2 separate regions of the Mus musculus genome follow, and region 2 is linked to region 1. The links are chromatin contacts, called in public Hi-C maps. All regions are on one chromosome and are shown on one strand. Each heading gives the region's core, a stretch centred on a gene start, on an enhancer-like site or on the middle of the called end of the contact. The rest is flanking DNA. Distances are from core to core; before and after follow the strand shown.

Region 1 (3,037 bases), core at 528-3,027:
ATGCTATGTCTGCACCCCGCTGCACAGGGAGAGGGTCAGAGCAAGTCATCTCCACCAGGAAGTTTGGGGGCTGAGCCATGCAGGACCCTTGGGGAGGGCCTGAGTTGGAGAGGGTCTGTAGTCCTACTCCTGTTGCAGACTTGGGGCTTCACTTGGCAGGAGTGGGTGAGCTGGGCACCTGACTTCTGCCCCTCTGCGGATGCTACACACGGGCCTGGCTGCGACGCTAGTTTCCTGCTTTGTCAGGGAAGCTCTGGCTAGCACCGTCAGGTGTGGCTGTTCTGTCTCCAAAGGTTCACGGGAAGTGGAATGATGCAGTTCCAGGTTTGAACCGTTGACGCTACTGACTTGCTCTAATGCTGGCCTGTCGCTATGGGGCCCCGAGCCTTATGATAGGGAAGACGTCGTGTACTTAGCTCTGGGGATGAAGGCCCAGTGAGCCAATGCATACAAAGGACTTGCCCTGGACCAGGCATGGAGCAGGGACTCCATATAGGTTGGAAGTCATTTTGCTGCCCCCAGGAGAGTGCTGAGTCTTGCTTCCCCAGGCCCCGGAAACCTAGCAGTAGGCCTAGCAAGTGAGCCCATTTGGCTTTGTAAACAGTAAAGGCCTTTCCCACCGTGGACCCTCATTAGGGCTGAACATTTGGGAAGCAGAGCTGTGTTTCTAGTTGAGAGCAAGGACATTTCTCAGGCTTCTTCCAGGCCTGAGCTGGAGGACCTGACACCTGAGGTCTAGGGAGGATTGCCAAGCCACTTCTTGTTTCTTCAAGTGGTTCAAAGCAGAGCTAGATCAGAGCTTAGGATGTCCACCCTGGCCTGACTCTCCCGTGACGACGTCTTGTGCTTGGAAAAGTGACTGGCCACACCCAGAGAATCACTGTCTTCTTTTTTGGGGGGTTTCGGGGATATAGCCATGAGCCAGACCCCTCTACCTTCCAAACCCCAAGTTGCCATGGAAACCAAAGTCCTGGAGAACAGAGTCAGGCAGATGGAATTCCCATTTCGGAAGGCCCCAGCGTTTCCGTGACTCATGCATGCCCTGGTTCCTTTGGCTGCAGAGTGTCTTCGGCTGTGTGGAGCAGCTGGAGGCTAGACTGGAGAGGCGCTGGGTTCTCCTGTCCTGGCCCCTCCTGGACTCTCAAAGGGGTGTTTGTATGTGTTTGGGCACACCCTCCTACCCCGTTAGGCTTTCATCCCCTCACCTATATAGGGTTGTTTAGGACTGCTCCTTGTCCAAGCAGTCTGGGCCGGGCAATGCAGGTCTCAGGCTGGGAAGGGCTTTTCTGAGCATCCTCTCACACAGTGAGGAAGACTGAGGCAAGCCAAGGCTCAGAGATACTTGGGAGTCAGCCTCCCAGGATTAGTCTTGGCTCTGCTCCCCCTAGTCCTGAACCTGTAAATGAGTCTCTTAGCCTCTCTGCCTCTGGGTGTATTGCATGCAGCTGTGCCAGTCATGAGCTGTGACGCCAAGCCAGCCTGTACGTATAGTCACCGTGGGGTGGTCCTGGCATGGGTACATGTTTCTTACATATAAGCTGTTTTATTGGCAATGGTATTTGGGCTCACAAGTGAATGACCCCGGGCCTGGGCTCTAACTTGGCCTGAGAGAATGGGCAGCTTTTCTTCTCAGGCCCCTGATTCTTGTGTAGCTAGCTGGAAGACATGATCAACATGTTCCCAGGAGTAAGCCAGAGGCATCCTGTCCCTGCATGGCTGCCCAGCCTTGGTCAGGCTGGGAGCAGCTGGGATCAGCTACAAGGGTGAGTAGGGAGGGCACAGCAGTTGCCACTCTACTGGGTCTCAGTTGGACTGCATGTGGGTGAGTCAAAGCCCTCTTGCTCAGACCACTATGTAAGCAACTTATTTTTCTGTGCTATCCTGGCCGGGGACATTCAGGGTCCCTAGCCTCCTCAGCCTGCAAGAAACCAGCTGGTGTAAGCTGCCATCCGTGGTCCTGAGCCCTTCCCTAGTTTTCTGCTTGCATTCTTTTCCTGACAAGGACTTAATTATTTCCTGAGGGGATGCTGGGAGGGCCTGGGAGCTTTTCAAAGGCTCCCAACTTCTGTCTGACCTGAGGATCCAGAAGCAGGCCTTTGGGTAGCCTGGGAGGGACTTTGGGCTCAGTGACTACCTGTAGGCTCTAAGATGCTAAGTCTCTGATAGACCTGTCTCCCAGCTCCATCCAGATATCAGGGTCAGACACAGCCAGGCCTGTTTCTTTCTTTTAGCTCTGGACCCTTACTTAAGCCACAGACCCTGGGACATACCTTGTTTGCTGTTGTCCTGCTTACAGTTGGCAACATCTGGCTTTGCCTGTCTCCTCCCTGGTTGGGTGAGTCAGGAGAAAGAAGTACCCAAACCTCCTGCCATGCGAGTGCCCCGGGGTGGGGAATCGCTAAAGAAAAGATGAGGGGCTATTTCAGGCCAGTTTAAAGAGAGGATGTTGTTGGTGGCAGACCAGCTCATAGATGAGAAGAATACTTCCCTCTGCACAGGCACACACTGAACACGGAGCGTGGCCCATGCCCCGTCTCTGCCCATCCGTCCTCCCAGCAGCCCAAGGCTGGAGCTAAGGACAACTTTTATTGCACAAAAGGGAAGAGAAGGGATGTGGGTGAGCGTGTTGCTGCTGGCAGGCACGAGACCCCAGTCCTCAATTCCCCAAACCTACCTTACACAGAGCTGGGGTGGGGCTGGAGCAGAGAAGACCCTAGAGGAGGCAGCTCAGTCTTTAGCCCTCTGGAAGACACGGGGAAGATGGAGAGATGAACAGGACCAAAGTGTCACCAAGCCTTTAGGTCTGTGTCTAGGGCTTGCTTTTTCTCCCAAGTCCTCCTGCGCCAGTGGCTGGTTCCATCCGAGGAGTTCAGTCCACTCCAGGCCAGGACCAGAGTGGCTAGGAACTGGCCCTCTGGATGCTGGTGGACCTGGGTTGAGTCATGTTCATGTACTTCTGTACTGTGTGGCCTTAGGCAAGTGCCATCACCTCTCTGAACCCCTGATCCCTCGTTTATGAAGAGAAAGTGATCCTAGG
Region 2 (2,915 bases), core at 205-2,704, 610 kb after region 1:
CCCTCTGGAACTTTTCCTGCATGCTGAACTCAGTCCTTCTCACCAGAGACGGGCGATGTGGGTCCCATAGCCTCAGGGAACTCCTGGACCCTTAGATTTGGGTGGAGGCAAGGGTAAAATTAGAGTGATGGGGCAGAGAGAGTTCCAGTACCCACTGGAGATCTAGAGGCTCCCTGCTGGTCGGGTGCAGGTCCCTAAAGAGAGAGCATCGTGTTCCCAGAACCTCCATGCACATCCAGGAGATGAAGGCTCAGAAAGGACAGGCTTGGTTAGAAAGGAATGAGGGCTCAGAGCCGTTAGAGAACACATGCGCAGGCCAGGTCTGGCAGCTTAGTGCTTTTGGGAGTGGAGACCACACCCAGCCTCAGTGGCCTTTGCCAGACTCAGGGACTGCAGGAGACAGACAGGAGAGAGAGAAGGGAGAAAAGAAAGAACAAATGAGAGGGGATGGAGGACTAGAGAGGCAGGGAGGACTCTAGAGGGACTACAGAGGCTCAGAGTTGCCTGCCATAGCAGGATGGCTTTTTCCCATAACTCTGCCAAGGTAGCTTCCCCTCCTTTGGACCCCAGTTTGCCCCCAGGGCACCACAGTAGGGCTCTATTATCTAAGTTGGCACAGGATTGGAAGTGTGTCTGGGATCAACAGGCATATCTGGAAAACCAGGGCCCGGAGAGGTGCAGGGCGGGGGTGGGATCCTCTTATACTGTCCCATGTCCCCGTCTCTGAGTCCCCGTCCTTTGTCATCTGTCTCTCATATCCTCAAATTCTCTTCAGTTCCCTCCATTTTGTTTGCCTACAGGGACACAAAGGCATCACAGGACCCCTCGGGCCTCCCGGGCCCAAAGGCGAGAAGGTAGGTATTGCATCTTTAAGCAGTAGCTAGAGTCAAGGTCAGCTCTGGGGCTATGGGGATGGGGTCACATGGTGCAGGACATAGTATCCCTGCACTCATGGCTTTAGGGTCACCTGGCAGAAATGAACAGTTGTGCCACCACCAAGTCCCTGTTACTCCCCTATGCTTGTGAAAGGGACATTGGAACTACACAGGGAGAACTCACTCAGTGTGGGGAGGAGGGACACAGAAGAAGGAGAAGGCTCAGGAGGAGGGCCCCAGGGATGTGTGCCCTTCCATTAGGGCTCTGGAATTGGAAGAAACTATGGGGAGGTGCAGCAGGGAAAGCTGGGCTGGGTGTGAACACTGTTCACAGCAAGGAGCGCATGAGGGCCCGAAGGTATAAGGAATGGCTTTTGGGTCACATCTCCAGCAATGCCCAGTAGACCTGGAACCAGAACTCTGGGTTCCCCTGTCCTCCCTCCTCCTCCTCCTTCCGGTCCTCTCCCTCCTCGTGGCTGGAAGGCTTCCTAGCAGGCTGCATCCCTGCCTCCTTGTCCCTGGCCTCCCCAACCGTCCTTTCTTTTGCCGACTCAGCTTCCCACTAACTAAGTCCCGCTGTGGTGAGTCACACTGACTTGGCGTGCTGTCCTCCAGCCCCTCCTCCTGCCTGCATGAGTACAGATCTACAAGTCTAGCGTCCCAGGCCCTGGCATGGTCCCTGAGAGCCTGTAGGGAGCACACTCAGACCCTCTGCTCTCCTTAGCCATCATAAAGCTGCCAGGGATGACACAAACTCTGGGGCCAGGTGGAGACAGCACCCCAAGTGCCACTACCTAGGGTCAGAGGCAATCCCCACAATGTGGATTGGCATACAGTAGAGGGCCATGACATCACTAAGTGACATAATGCAGTAAGACTGCTGTCACATGCATAGCTCATTGTTGCTCTGTGGCTCATGAGTGCCCCACAATGAACAGCTGGCCACAGACTGGCCAGGGCTGGGGGGAGGAATGGGTTGCAAGGGAGATTTGTGGAAGTCCTGCTCTTTTCCCAGGATTTCCCTGTCATTGCTGTACAGAGCAGGTGGGTGAACCCAGCCTCTTGGTGCGTAAGGGCCAGCTCCCAGATAGCAGGTAAAGGGTGCTGCGGAGCCCTCTTCCTCTAGCCAGAACTCGACCCAGAGTGTGAGTCCAGTCTGTACTTGTGGCTAGGATCCTTTGTCTATACCAGTGGCCAGAGCGAGGGGGTCACAAGGTTCCTCCGCCTCCTTTCCCTAGTCTATAAAGTGGGGGTGAGGGAAACATTGCAGGGTTGCTGTAGAATCTGCAAGACAATATATAAAATGAATCTTGGCATGCCTAACAAAAGACTGTCTGGTCAACTCAAGTGCCCACCGGAGACTTTGAGGTCCCGTTGCCCTGTGCAGCTGCATTTCAGCCATCTGCAAAGCTGCCAAGAACTCATCCTACAGTTGGGCCAGGGCCTAAGGTGGCCTGCCGTGGCCGCAGGTCTCCACTGTAGTCTCTGCTCCTCTTTCAGCCTGCCCTAAGTGTCCATGTGGCATGTGGACACTGTTGCCACTATTACCTACAATGGTAGTTTTGACCGTTGGTCTCAGTCTGCCTGCCTACGGAGGCTGGCCTTCATCCCTGAGGAAGGCACCTTCCCGCCTGCAGTTCACTAACTCCCAGAGTGGCCTTTGCCTAATGCTGGTTCTGTGGTGTCCACAGGGGGACCAGGGCGAGGATGGCAAGACCGAGGGGCCCCCTGGGCCACCAGGAGATCGGGTAAGTTCCCGTTCTGTTCCCCCTGGCCTGCGGGTCAGGGCTAGGCTGCTGAGAACCCATGGAATGGGTGGCTCATGGTTATCCATTGCCCCTGTCCTTCAGGGTCCTGTGGGTGATCGAGGAGACCGTGGGGAGCCAGGCGACCCTGGATACCCTGTAAGTATCAGAGCTCTACCTTTGGGGAGTGTAGAGATAGTGGGAAAGGGGAAGCCAGTCTGGACTGGACACAGACTCCTGCCTCTGCCTGCCTTTCTTCACTAGTCATAAGGAGCAGAAAGCAGCCCACTATGAA

What was found. A called contact is a pair of places that touch in the nucleus more often than the background predicts.
Region 2: a contact with region 1 is called in a Hi-C map of muscle stem cells, with 3 times the contacts expected there. The contact joins two enhancer-like sites. A contact is called at or near these places in 2 of 484 Hi-C or Micro-C datasets (muscle stem cells and palatal mesenchyme).

What each region holds. Positions count from the first base shown.
Region 1 is chr4:62,704,189-62,707,225 of GRCm38.p6, forward strand. No RefSeq gene overlaps it. Among named protein-coding and RNA genes, the nearest start is that of Gm11210, 18 kb to the right of the region's middle. Within about 2 kb of position 1,778, at least 75 of the 459 cell types and tissues checked have an H3K27ac peak or open chromatin away from gene starts, as enhancers often do. A contact at or near this core is called in muscle stem cells and palatal mesenchyme, where this site is marked.
Region 2 is chr4:63,314,762-63,317,676 of GRCm38.p6, forward strand. It overlaps Col27a1 (collagen, type XXVII, alpha 1), which reads left to right. Exons shown (of 61, transcript NM_025685.3): 41 at 801-854; 42 at 2,567-2,623; 43 at 2,726-2,779. Among named protein-coding and RNA genes, the nearest start is that of Orm1, 28 kb to the right of the region's middle. Within about 2 kb of position 1,455, at least 81 of the 459 cell types and tissues checked have an H3K27ac peak or open chromatin away from gene starts, as enhancers often do. A contact at or near this core is called in muscle stem cells and palatal mesenchyme, where this site is marked.